2 separate regions of the Hordeum vulgare genome follow, and region 1 is linked to region 2. The links are chromatin contacts, called in public Hi-C maps. All regions are on one chromosome and are shown on one strand. Each heading gives the region's core, a stretch centred on a gene start, on an enhancer-like site or on the middle of the called end of the contact. The rest is flanking DNA. Distances are from core to core; before and after follow the strand shown.

What was found. A called contact is a pair of places that touch in the nucleus more often than the background predicts.
Region 1: a contact with region 2 is called in a Hi-C map of leaf, with 4 times the contacts expected there. The contact joins the promoter of LOC123425931 here to the promoter of LOC123425930 in region 2. A contact is called at or near these places in 2 of 6 Hi-C or Micro-C datasets (leaf and seedling).

What each region holds. Positions count from the first base shown.
Region 1 is chr2H:223,818,358-223,825,293 of MorexV3_pseudomolecules_assembly, forward strand. It overlaps LOC123425931 (probable potassium transporter 14), which reads left to right and starts at 2,932. Exons shown (of 10, transcript XM_045109696.1): 1 at 2,932-3,381. The coding sequence starts at 3,085.
Region 2 is chr2H:222,841,187-222,848,188 of MorexV3_pseudomolecules_assembly, forward strand. It overlaps LOC123425930 (lon protease-like), which reads left to right and starts at 1,753. Exons shown (of 1, transcript XM_045109695.1): 1 at 1,753-2,909. The coding sequence starts at 1,803. The coding sequence ends at 2,663.

The sequences.
Region 1 (6,936 bases), core at 1,682-4,181, 980 kb after region 2:
TGACATGATGTAGAGGGATAATCTCAAACCAATGATAAAACCCCCATCTTTTTACCCTTGATGGAAACTACTTGATGTGTGCCTTGCTGCCCCTACTATCACTCGGAAAGGTCACCACATGGCAGAACCCAAAACCAAGCACTTCTCCCATTGCAAGAATCATAGATCTAGTTGGCCAAACAAAACCCTAGACTCAGAGAGACTTACAAGGATATCAAATCATGCATATAAGAAATCAACAAAGACTAAAATATATATCATAGATAATCTGATCACAAATCCACAATTCATCGGATCTCGACAAACACACCGCCAAAGAAGATTACATCGGAAAGATCTCCATGAAGATCATGGAGAACTTTGTATTGAAGATCCAAGAGAGAGAAGAAGCCATCTAGCTACTAACTACGGACCCGTAGGTCTGAAGTGAACTACTCACGAGTCATTTGAGGGGCGATGATGATGAGATGAAGAAGCCCTCCAACTCCAAAGTCCCCTCCGACAGGGCGCCGGGAAGGGTCTCCAGATGAGATCTCGCGGAAACGGAAGCTTGCAGCGACGGAAAAGTACTTTCGAGGCTCCCCTGATTTTTTGCGGAATATTTGGGAATTTATAGGCCAAATACCTAGTTCAGGGGGCGGCCAGGGAGGCCACAAGCCTACCCACCGCCGCCTCCCCCTGGTGGCGGAGTGGGGGCTTGTGGGCTCCCTGGAGCCCACCTGGCTTGGCCCAAAAGCCCCCTGGTCTTCTTCCGTTCGGGAAAAAATCATTTCGGGGTTTTTCTTCCGTTTGGACTCCGTTCCAAAATCAGATCTGAAAAGAGTCAAAAACACGGAAAAAATAGGAACTGGCACTTGGCACTGAATTAATAAGTTAGTCCCAAAAAAGATATAAAAGGTACATAAAACAACCAAAGAAGACAATATAACATCGTGAAACCATCAAAAATTATAGATACGTTTGAGACGTATCATGGGGTTTTATAAAGATCGTGATTAAACATTACCACAGAAAGGTCAATGGAACTGCTCATGAGCTTCCGAAGTCAATTGAGCTACTCATGTCTATACTACTGTACTTAGTACTCCCCCCGTCCCAAAATAAGTGTTGTTGGTCTAGTACAAAATTTGTACCAATTTAGTGTTAAATTTGCGACACTTATTTTGAGACGGAGGAAGTACTATATAAATCATTAAGGCTAGCCGTTGTGGGGGTATCATAGCTAGTATCATAGTCTTGGAACTAGCAAACATGCTGATGTGGCAAGTCATTAAAGAAGAGAGAGAGGGTTAGATTGCCCGTAATGGTAGCATCATAGGTAGTATCATGCATGCCAACTAGGCAATTTTGATGAGGTGGCATAGAATTAAATGAAGAAAGAGAGGGTTGATTATCATATCATGATACCGTATCATATTAAATGATGTGCTACTATGTGTCTTGCATGACAATAAATGAACTATCATATGATAGTATGCATTACGGATGTGATATCATACACTAGTATCATATGCAGGATACTAGTATATGATACTACCCATTACAACCAACCTTAGAGTAACATAGGTAGATACCGTATCATGTTAAATGCTATGCTACTATGTGTCATGCATGTCAATAAATGAGATCACCTATGATACTAGTTTATGATATTATGCACTATGAAGGTATTATCATACAATACTAATATATGCATGATACTACTATCTGTTAGTCTCCACTATGAGCAGGGGCGGAGCTGGGCCCCGGGCACCCAGTGCCCAGGCCCGGGGCGTGGAAAAATGATCTAGCTAATACCTATATAGGTTTTTCTACAGGCCCGGGGTGCTAATCACTAAAAGGAAGGAGGTCCAAAGCCTGGTGGACAGTTTCAATCAAATCTGTCGCCACCAGCTCACCACCGATCCAGCATCCACGCATGTACGAGGCACGATCTACCCCACGACCTAATTCTCAAGCAGAACGCATGCACATGTTCCAGCGCTCGCGCCTCCGCCTCTACCGGACGCCGTCGTCCTCGACTCCTTGTCCAGGTTGTTGCTGTAGCGCCGTCCTGCTTCCGGCCACTGCCCTCCTGTTTAGTCCCTTCCCGACTGCTCGTGTGCTCTGTTTGCTCGCCCACTCTTGGCCACCACGCTGCAAGCTCGGCCCCGGTCTCCTCTCTGCTCGACTGCCACTGCTAGTGCCTGACCATGGTATTTTCGAATTAAAATAATTGGTGCATTTATTCAGTAATGTATCCATGGTATTGTGGAACTCAAATTTATGTAATTGTCAATTTCTGTTCACATATTGTAGAAAAAGAAGATGGAGAGATTTTCTTTTCACCCATGTTCGGAACAGGGTATGCCTATCATTTCATATTTGTATCAAGGATAACTATCTCATTTTATGTTTATGCCTTCAGTTATGAAAATTTTCTTTTGATGTATCCATGGTGTTGCCGCTTCTTCCACTGTTGATGAGGTAATTGGAGGCACTAATGAAACAAACAATTGATTTTTACCATGTTTTTCTAATTTTATAACACACAATACTGTCTTTCTGATTGGCGCTTCCTCCACTGTTGATGAGGTAATTGGCCCTTCTTCCACTCTTTTGTAACACACAATACTGTCTTTCTGATTTTTACCATGTTTTTATTTATTTTTGCTCTATCATGAATCATTGAGTTTAAATTACAAAAAAATTGTGTAGTTGAGCCATATTTTTTATGGGGTATCGTTTGTAGTAGCTATAGGCTTGTCGACGTTAAGTTTTTCAATCATGGCGGAAAAAATTTAGGCTCGGGGCTTGCTTCAATTCTGCCTCCACCATTGACCATGAGCAGCCTAAACGATGCAGCAACCCTTTTTCAAATGAATAAAGCTCGCCGTAGGCTTTTTCTTTAGAAAAAAAAAGAAAGGACAAAATTCAGCAGCATAGCTGTATATATCCTACAACTGCAGTTCCGTCTCTTCTCTCCTCGCCTCGCCTCGCCTCGCCTCTCCCCTCTTCGGAGTTCAGACCCCTGCCGGCCTGCCTGTGTCACACGAACCTCTAGAACCCCACGCAAGCACTTCTCAGCTGTGTGCCTCGATCCGAATGGAGACGGGAAGTAGCGGCGGCCGGAGGCTGCCGAAGACGGAGTCGGCGGAGATGCGGTGGGTGGTCTCCGGCGGCGCTTCTGAAGATGATGAGATCGATAGCTCGGACGACGGTGACGGCGGGACAGACACCCCCACGGCCGCCCTGGGCTCCCGTGGCGGTGGAGGCGGCTACTCGGACGCTGAAGAGGATGAGGAGGATGCGTTGCTGCGCCAGCGCCTCGTGCGCACCGGCCCGCGCGCCGACTCCTTCGACGTCGAAGCTCTGGATGTCCCCGGTCTGTACCGCCACCAGGTCTGCCTCCCATCCGCCCCCACTGCGTTGATTAAATTGGCTTCAATTTCGTTGCGCGCTAGGTGGTTGGGGTATTGCCTAGGTGAGGCTGCGTGCAAGCTGTTCGTGGGATTGCCTTCTTGCCCCCATCTCTCTGATCGGTCGATATCTCGTGTTAGAACTTAGACGTTCCTACTTAGCGCGATTGTTTATACGAGCTTGTGGCATGGGGCTGATAAGCTTTACTGGGTTAGGAGTGTTAAGACCATGTATTGTGTGGTTGCTCACCAGGTGTTTGTGCATTTGATTATGAGCTTGCTTTGCTTGGAGTGGGTTGTTAAGGTTCGTTGGGTTGGTTCCTGCGGTGCATGTAGCAGTTTTAGACGGGCTTGCTTGTGCAGTGTGGGTTCTATTGGGTGGTTTACGTCTGTTCATGCGGGCGAGGTGTGTTTGCATCGTTGTTCAGACGAACCTGCATTGTGCAAATGTTTAGTAAACCTTCGGTAATTTTGATGATGTTGCCTTCTGTAGTATCTATGCTGGTACTTGTGGTCTGCAAGCTAGAGTTTGTTCTTAATTTTGTGAAGGCCTAATTAGGTTGCATAATTTGTTTCCATGAAAGATTTATTTTGTTTTAGAAAAGTTAGGTTATGTTCATTGTCCTTATAATACTCATCTTGCTTTATATGAGTGTTTCGCAAAAGCTGAAGCATTTGAAACAAATATTTGATGGTTTGCTCAGACTTCCAGTGTTAGTTCCACCTCAAGATATCCATCAAACAAGGTTGTAAGTTTTAAAATTGAGTTGTGTCGCCATGCCACCAACTTGCCAACTTGTCACGACTAGTCTTCAACTACGTGTCACCTCTATTTGTTGCCTGTTGCTGCTACAACTGCAGGATCAGAGAGGGGAATAGAGAGATTGCTTTATTTTAACTCATTTGGCCTCATACGACAGGCTCAAATTTGGATTTCGGGGCTATTAATGCTGGAAAAAGTGGCAGATCGTGCATTGAGGGGTGGTAGTCTATTTAGAGGTATTGGTGGTGAGTGAGAGAGGGCAATTCCTTTTTCCTATCTTCTTTTTATTATGGTTCTTGGAAGCATGATTTGCGATTTACCTTTTCTGAGGTACCTAATCTAAATTCCTCATGATTTTTTTAAGGCGCACTATGATTACCTAAGAACAGAGAGGTGATGGAATGAGCAATGGCAAGTTGTGAACGACTTATATGCACTATGCCCTTTAGGAGGAATCAGGTTGAATGGACATCCAAAAGATCATGTAATTTTTCAAAAAAATATAAATAACTTTGACACAAGATGCATCTACAATCACAAATTTTAATATCTAAATGATAGGTTGATGAAAAAAATATTCTTTAGGAAAGCTGAAAAGTAGCTAATTCTGATTTGACTGCTCTGCTACAATTCATGCTAGAATATCGAGCGAAACCCTCGTTTCTTTGCATCAGCTACTTTGGTAGCCCCGTTTAATGAAGTTCTTCATTCGGGTCTTGCTGTATTCCTCTTGTTGCAAGTATTTGCTCTAAGTTTTAACTGTGTTGGATGTTAGAAGTTTTCAATAAAGTACTCGGCAGTTCAAACTTGCAAGCCATAATTATCTGAAGTCAGGCCAGAGGCTAAGAAGTGTATCTATGGACTATCCTCTTGCTCCTGCTAGCTAATTGCCCGTGTGTTGCAACGGGAGCAAACATATTTTAGTGATTCAACACCAATTAAGAGTGCCTCATCAGAGATGACATGTTTTTTTTTCTATGGTATGTCCCACATTGACATCGTCGGGTAAGATCGTGCGACAAAATGTGAAGATGATGGAAAGGAAACGAGAGATTTTAGGAGGAGCCCACATAAATGGTACTTTTCCTAAATTAAGGCGATCCTTGCTTGAGGTATTTAACCGCAGTACGCATGCTATAGTCAAAACCAGAAAAGAATGATACTCTCCATAATTAATGCGATCCTTCCGTCCAACACTAGATGATACTTTCCATAAATTAATGGATGCTGTTTTTTGTTTTAAAGAAATGAGTAGGACAAGGGAAGGAAAGTATCAATTTGGTTCAGATTATTTGGCCAAGTTATTGAGCACTGCTTAAGAAGAATGACAAGTGTGACCAAAACTCAGTTTGGTTTCATGCCTGCGAGGTCGACCATGGAAGCCATTTTCTTGTTATGACCATGGAGAGATACATGGAGCAAAAGAAGGATCTACATATGGTGTTCATTGACTTGGAGAAGGCCTACGATAAGATACCGCAGAGTGTCATGTGGTGGGCCTGGGAGAAACACAAAGTCCCAACCACAGAATGTCATGTGCTGGGCTTGGGAGAAACACAAAGTCCCAGCAAAGTACATTACCCTCATCAAGGACGTGTACGATAATGTTGTGACTAGTGTTCGAACAAGTGATGACGACACTGATGACTTTCCGATTAAAATAGGACTCCACCAGGGGTCAACTTTGAGCCCTTATCTTTTTGATTTGGTGATGGATGAGGTCACAAGGCATATACCAGGAGATATCCCATGGCGTATGCTCTTTGCGGATGATGTGGTGCTAGTTGATGATAGTCAGATGGGGTTTAATAGGAAGTTAGAGCTATGGAGACAAACCTTGGAATCGAAAGGTTTTAGGCTTAATAGAACTAAAACCGAGTACAAGAAGTGCGGTTTCAGTATTGCTAGGCATGAGGAGGAGGAGGTTAGCCTTGATGGGCTGGGCAGGTGGTGCCTCAAAAGGACACCTTTTGATATTTGGGGTCAATGTTGTAGAAGGATGGGGGTATCGATGAAGATGTGAACCATTAAATTAAAGCCAGATGGATGAAGTGGCGCCAAGCTTTTGGGGTTCTTTGCGACAAGAGAGTGCCACAAAAGTTAAAAGGTAGGTTCTATAGGACCACGACTCGACCCGCAATGTTGTATGGCATTGAATGTTGGCTGACTAAAAGGCAACATGTTCAATAGTTAGGTGTAGCAGAGATGCGCATGTTGAGATGGATGTGTGGCCACACAAGGAAGTGCAGGGTCCGGAATGGTGCTATACAGGATAGAGTTAGGGTAGCACCGATTGAAGAGAATCTTGTCCAACATCGTCTGAGATGGTTTGGGCATATTCAACGCAGGCCTCCAGAAGCTCTAGTGCATAGCGGACTGCTAAAGCTTGCTGATATCAAGAGAGGTCGGGGTAGACTAAACTTGACATGGGAGGAGTCCGTAAAAAGAGATCTGAAGGAGTGAAGTATCACCAAAGAACTAGCCATGGACAGGGGTGTGTGGAAGCTTGCTATCCATGTGCCAGAACCATGAGTTGGTTGCAAGATGTTATGGTTTCAGCTCTAGCCTACCCAACTTGTTTGGGACTAAAGGCTTTGTTGTTGTTGTTGAACTCTATATACGTTGGTTTTTTGTTTGTGTGGCATCGGTTGAGATTATCGACAAAATCTGCAAAAAACCAAGCGGGGATGGGGATGAGGGGATGAAAAACCGAGGTAAGAAGCGAGGCAGACCTACCAACTCCCCTTTAATAGTAGAGATAATTTTTTGGTTACT
Region 2 (7,002 bases), core at 503-3,002:
TTTGCTTGCTCGCGAAACAGCAGAAACAGAAAACATCCTAGAAAGCCCGCCAAGTAAAGGTTTTGTGCGAAACAGCATTAGCTTGATGCAAAGAGCATTATATAGGACCTCCCGAATAGGGGACCTAGCGTGTATTTCATGTGGGCCGGAAGGAAGCTTCGAGAGTAATTAGTTATCGAGCGTTCCTTCAGAAGCATCCCAGCGAATACTTCCATGCGATGTCACTTGGCATGTTCTCAGCCGTCACCACATGCCGCGCTCTGAGCACTTCCTCTGATTTTTTTCCTCACGCGTTTTCTGCTTTTTAGATTTGTTTTTTTCTGATATTTTGTGTTTCGGTTTTCATCGGTCTTTTTTAGTTTTTATGATAAAAAAATAAATGCACGAAAAAATACTTTTTTTTGTAAGAGACACGGTTTTTGCTTTTACATGAGGCACGTTTTTGTTTCCGCGAGAGGCACGATTTTACCTTCCGTGCCTCTCAAAAAGGGGAAAAACATGATTTTTGATTATTATTTTCCTGCGAGAGGCATGGTTTTATTTCTGTGAGAGATACAATTTTGCCTTTGTGAAAGGCAGACCCGTACGTCTCAAAAAGCGGAAAACGCATTTTTTTGCGAGATGCACGATTTTACCTTCGTGAGAGGCACAGTCGTGCCTCTCGGAAAAGAAAAAAATAAATATGTTTACTATTTTTTCTATCACGAGAGGCACGGTCTCTTAGGTTTTGTTTTTTTCATTAAATAAAAAGTTCGTCAAAATCTATCAACATGAGATATAGTTTTAAAGATTTCTATGCACGGTTTACAAGATAAAATATTTTCAAAATAAGGATTTTTGAAAAAAAATTCCATGTTACAACAAATGACACACATTTAATGTGTCATTTATCACAACCTATAAAAAAAAATAATCTTTAAAAATGGACAGTGCTCTGCGCCGGTCGAAACTTTCGGCCGGCCGCGCGCGGGCCGCACGATCCATGAACCCCCGCGTGTCCGCACCGTTGGATCTTCATGCAATTTTTTTTCCCGATGTAGCAAAAATTCGACGCGATGCAACAATTTTTTTGACGGTTGCGACAAAAAACAAAATTTATAGAACAAAAAATATCTACGTGATCATAGCAAAAAAACGAAGATAATGATGCGTGGTAGCAAAAGTCAAACGCCGGTTGTAACAAATATCTACGTAAACGTGTATGCAACTTTTTAGTGAACAATTACAGCAAAAAATGATGTCGGTCATAGCAAAAATTAACACGGCTGTAGCAAAAGTAAAAAACATCGATTGTAACGAAAAATCCGGTGAACTGAAGTTGTAACCAAACATATATGCAGTTTTTTTACTGAACAAATGTAGGAAAAATAGCAACATTTTAGACGAAAAAATGTTGCATGTTCAATCAGTGTTCAGCGCGTGCGGATCACGTTTACTCCTTAATTAATGGTTTCGGGAAGCTACTTCTGAAACTAAAACGCAGAATGCCCCTTAGATGGGCCTGGCCGGTAGGAAGAATCTCACGACCGTGGGGAAAAGCCCTAAAAATTGCATTTCATAAAATAAAAAATAAAAAATGAAAAGCGGTGTCCCACATCGAGCGCGAGCTGCTCCAGGCGGATAAGCCTGCACGTGGTCTGCTCCACGCCATCACCCCACCGCACCCGACTCATATTAACCCTGTCTCTGCCCGTAGACCCCACCCTTCTTCCCCATAACAAGAAAACCTCTGAAAAATCACCTCCCCGTATCCACACGTTCCCCTCCTCACCACCGTGGGGAAAAGATCCCTCCACTCCCCAATGGCTCTCCTCCCCCAAATCCTCCCCTCCCCGCGCCCCCACCCCCACCTCCACCTCCACCTCGCCGCCTCCCCTGCCCATGCATTCCGCACAACGCCCCGCCTCCACGCCTCCGGCCACCGCCGCCGAGGCCGCCTCCTCGCCGCGTCAGGGCCTGGGTCGTCGCCATCGCCGTCGCCCGACCAGTACCCGTCCGAGCCCGACGATGGCCTTGTGGAGCTCCCTCTGTTCCCTCTCCCGCTCGTTCTCTTCCCGGACGCGACCCATGCGCTGCACATCTTCGAGTTCCGCTACCGTATCATGATGCACACCGTGCTCGACACCGACCTCCGCTTCGGCATCGTCTTCGCCGGCTCCGACGGCGCGTCCGACGTCGGCTGCGTCGGGGAGGTCGTCAAGCACGAGCGCCTCGCCGACGACCGCTTCTTCCTCATCTGCAAGGGCCAGGAGCGCTTCCGCGTCGCCCGCATCGTCCGCAACAAGCCTTACCTCGTCGCCGCCGTGCAGTGGCTCGAGGACCGCCCGCCCGCGGAGACGCCGGCCCCCGGGGAGGATGCCGAGGCGCTCGCCGTCGAGGTCGAGGCGCTCATGCGCGACGTCATACGCATCGCCAACCGCCTCAACGGCAAGCCCGAGAAGGAGGTCGGGGACCTGCGCCGGGGGCTCTTCCCCACCCCATTCTCCTTCTACGTGGGCAACACCTTCGAGGGCGCGCCCAGGGAGCAGCAGGCGCTGCTCGAGCTTGAGGACACCGCCGCGCGCCTGCGACGGGAGCGGGACACGCTCCGCAACACTCTCAACTACCTCACCGCCGCGTCTGCTGTCAAGGACGTCTTCCCCTCGTCACCGTCGTCGGGGTGAAGCATCCCCCCCTTTCGCCTCTGGCCTCTGTCCCATCTCGCTCGCCGATAAGGACTAAACCTCCCTTTTTCCCACTTTCCTTATAATTGCACGGGTAGGCTTTATTATTTCAATGTGGTAGTTTAGCGTGTAAAATTGTACGTATAATTCATGTGTATTAACTCAAAGAAAAATGCGGAGCTATGATGATGATCCATGGTAATGATAAGCATTTTGCTCAATGAAAGCGATGCATTCAGTGTGAAATAGGACGGTATTTACTCATTGGTCAGCTCTCTCGAGTGTAGACTGCCATTTCTCAATTGGAATTATGTTGTCTGACATGATTGGCTTACCATATAATTTTAGTTTCAGTTATGCAATGAAATACTCCCTCCGTTCCTAAATATAAGTCTTTTAAGAAATTTCACTAAGGAACTACATACAAAGCAAAATGAGTGAATCTGCATTCTAAAGTATGTCTATATACATCCGCATGTAGTCACCTAGTAGAACCTCTAGAAAAACTTATACCTCTAGAAAGACTTATATTAGGAACGGAGGGAGTAGTTCCAATAGAAAGCTACTCCATCTGTTCACTTTTATAAGGCGTTGTAGACATTTCAGACAGCGTGCAAAACAGCTCAATTTCAGTTGTCTGAAATGACTTATAAAAGTGAACGGAGTAAGAATGGAGTAATTATGTGATGTACGATGCTTTAGCAGGTTTATTCATCGTCAATTGTGTCTGTGTGACCTTACATATATGCATCCATCTGTTTAATACTCTCTTCGTTCCATACTAATTTGAACTAAACGCACAACAAGAATTATGAAAAGAGGGAGTCATTATATCTCCTATGTTTTTTTAGTGTATGATCCCGTAACAGGTGACTTGTTTTCTCCCACGTTCCGTTTTTCTAGAAATATCGTCCAATAAAAGGTGATTCAAATTCGGATGCCATGATGATGGTAGCATAGCAACACTCTTTGCATCCAGGTGAAAATGCAGCACTCTTTCCTGCCATCAAGTGAGAGTGTATCTACTGGCTGCAGATGTTGAATCTCTGTACAGATGTTTTCTGCATTTTCATTTTGAAAGAAGGTACTCTTCAGGCTACAGATGTTTTTTGCGTGTTAATGATTTTTCCATTGGACTAGCCACATAGAGGAAGCCGTTTAAAGATTGCATCGCCTGTTCTGGTTCAGTTTGGTCTAGAGTAGCATCCTGATCCTATTGTGGTGGCTGTTCATAATTCATATTTATCAGTTGTAGTTGAACAGTCGAAACATATACAATTCTGCTGGATTTGCTTAATGTTATGTCCTTTGTACCAGTAGTTTTCTGCGAGTTTTTCTAGTAATATAAACATGACTTTTTGAATTCCAATCTTATGAACGATTGTGTATGTGTGGATCCAGTAGTTCTGCAGATGCATAATTTGTAGTAATTTATTCAGATATATAATTTTGCTGGATTTGCTTCATCTTATGTCCTGTGTACCAGTAGCTTTGATGCATTTGTGAACATTGTATTTGTTGAACGATTTGCAAAATCTGTTTCATCATAATCCATAAGCATTTCACGAATAACACATGTGTGAGATCTCCGGTTTAAGGTTGCCAAATTTCTATGGGAGGTACTTGTTCTTTGTTAGCAATTGTTGGGAATTAACTTGGTTTATCCAAATTGCCGAATATTAGTACTTTCTCAGAAGCAGGGGCACACGTAACCACATGGAAAAGGTGGTAAGCTATTAGTATCGACTAACAGAAATCAACAGATGTAACACGACTTGTACAGTTGCTTGATTTTTTATTTTTAGGGGAAGGCCTTGAAGACTAGCTTTATTACTCAATAAAACTTACATCGTGTCTGCTAAGAACTTTACAATAAAATATGGGGTGGATGGAGGGTTTGCAAGGCCCCAACTAGCTAGCTTAGGGCATGTTCAATGGTTGTATGATGATCGTTGGAAAAATTGCTACATAGATGATTTTCATGACATGACGCATAATAAAAGAAGAGAGAGAATGAAATCGTATGAACTTGAAGCAACGGTTCACGCACAAGCTCCGAGGCAAGCATGGTTATTTCTTCCATGTTTGTGGACCCGCTTAGTTATTTTACATACGATTAATATATACTCTATTAAAGAGCTTGTATGGTGTGTTGTTGGTTATTGATGTGGACACTTATACCAACGATTGAACATACAGATTGTTGAAGATGCTCTTATGAGCCACATTATTTGGTTCTCGATTGCAACGCTCCAAAGTTACTACCTTCAAAGTAAAGCCCTACATTCATCAACAATCGGGCCTGCCCTCATAGGGTGACCTTCATTTGAGCAGATGGAATCCACCACAACAATATTATCCGGATGGAATCCACCACAACAATATTATCCATCGTCAACAAAACGTCGATGATGTCAAGATTATGCACTAGTTTTAGTCCTTCGTGAAGTGAAGTTGAAGTGAAGTGATATTGCTTCAGTCGAGACTACATCTGTGACCTGCACTAGGGCCCTGTTTGGATACTCTAACCTGGTTAGAGTTAGAGTTAGATTCTAACCCTTGAACTAACCTAAACTAACTCTAACTCTAAAGGTGTTTGGATGGGAGGGTTAGATTGACAATAAATGCTTTTTTCAATCATTTGGCTATTTTGGATCTCTCTTTTTTCCTAGACCCCACCTACTCTAACCCAAAAAAGCATCTCTTGGATGGGTTAGAGTTTTTGGGTGGGTTAGATGCATCTAACTAACTCTAACCCACCTGTTTGGATCTTCGAGGGTTAGATGGCTCAAATCTAACCCACTCTAACTCTAACCCTAGGATCCAAACAGGGCCTAGGTTGGCAGTGGCCGCTGCAATGAATCTTTCGCTATTGTCCTGAAGCACCGCTCCACAACCACTTGAGTTATTGCCTTCTTGGAAGGAAGCATCAACATTTAAGATCCCTTGGCATGAGACTACTACCCACAATGGGAATAACATAGATTAACATAGATGTTAGCTAAGGAAAAAAATGATGTGGCAACTAATTAATAAGAAGAAAGAGAAATTAAGTAACTTAGCTAGTTACTCGTACTATGAGTAACATAACGCATACCAAGGCAAGATGAGTCTATAAGCTAATAAATGAAAGGCTCAATGTTACTAGCCCTATGTTACTATCCACTCTGAAGGTAATAAATTATACTAGTAACATATGTATGTTCACTACTAGAAAAAAGACTATTAGTGGCGCACCACTTTTTGCTATTAATGGCGCACTATAAGTGCGCCATTATCACCACGCCAGTAGTAACAAATACTAATGGCGCACCTCTGATGCGCCATTATTACCACGCCACTAGTAACAAATACTAATGGCGCACCTCTGATGCGCCATTAGTATTGCAGGTAACAGTGGCGCACCTTGTAGTGTGCCATTACTAGTAACAAATAGCAATGGCGCACCTCTGGTGCGCCACTGGTAATTTTTTTTTGATTTTTTTTTTGAATTTAGAAGGCGGGAGAATAGTAGTGGCGCACCGTCTAACCCCCACCGTGCGCCATTGATATTTTTGAATTTTGAATTTGGATCTGGATCTAGATCTAGCTCATTTTTTTGGCTTGTTTTTTGATCTTTTTTGTTGCTTGATTTTTTTTTCAAATATCCTTCTCGATCTGGATCTGGTACGTTCTTTGTGTCGGGGGAGCTCCACATGTGGCCGGAAGTAGAGGAGGAGGTCGCTGGAGAGGAGGGAGGAGGAGGAGGAGGGAGGTCGCCGGAGAGGAGAAGGAGGACCGTGAGCAGGAGAGGAAGGAGGAGCACCGTGAGGAGGAGAGGATGGAGGAGGAGGTCGCCGGAGGAGGAGCACCGTGAGGAGGATAGGAGGGAGGAGGAGGTCGTCGGAGGAGGAGCACCGTGAGGAGGAGGTCACCGGAGAAGGAGCACCGAGGAGGAGGTCGCCAGAGGAGGAGTACCGTGAGGAGGAGTTCACCGGAGAAGGAGCACCGTGAGGAGGAGGAGGTCGCCGGAGAGGAGGAGATGGAGTGGAGGACAGGAGGAGAGGAGGAGATGGAGTGGAGGAGAGGAGGAGAAGAATGAAGGTGTAAGTGGCTGCTCGGTCCTTTTAGCCCAACTTAGCAGTGGCACACCTTGCACTGGTGCGCCATTGCTATTTTTTTGAATTGTGAAGGCGGGAAAATAGTAGTGGCGCACCTTGCAATGGTGCGCCATTGCAATGCTACATAATAGTGGCGCACCTTGCAATGGTGCGCCATTGCAATGCTACATAATAGTGGCGCACCTAGGCGTGGTGCGCGATTACTATGTATTTATTATTTTCATTTTTTTGAATTTTTT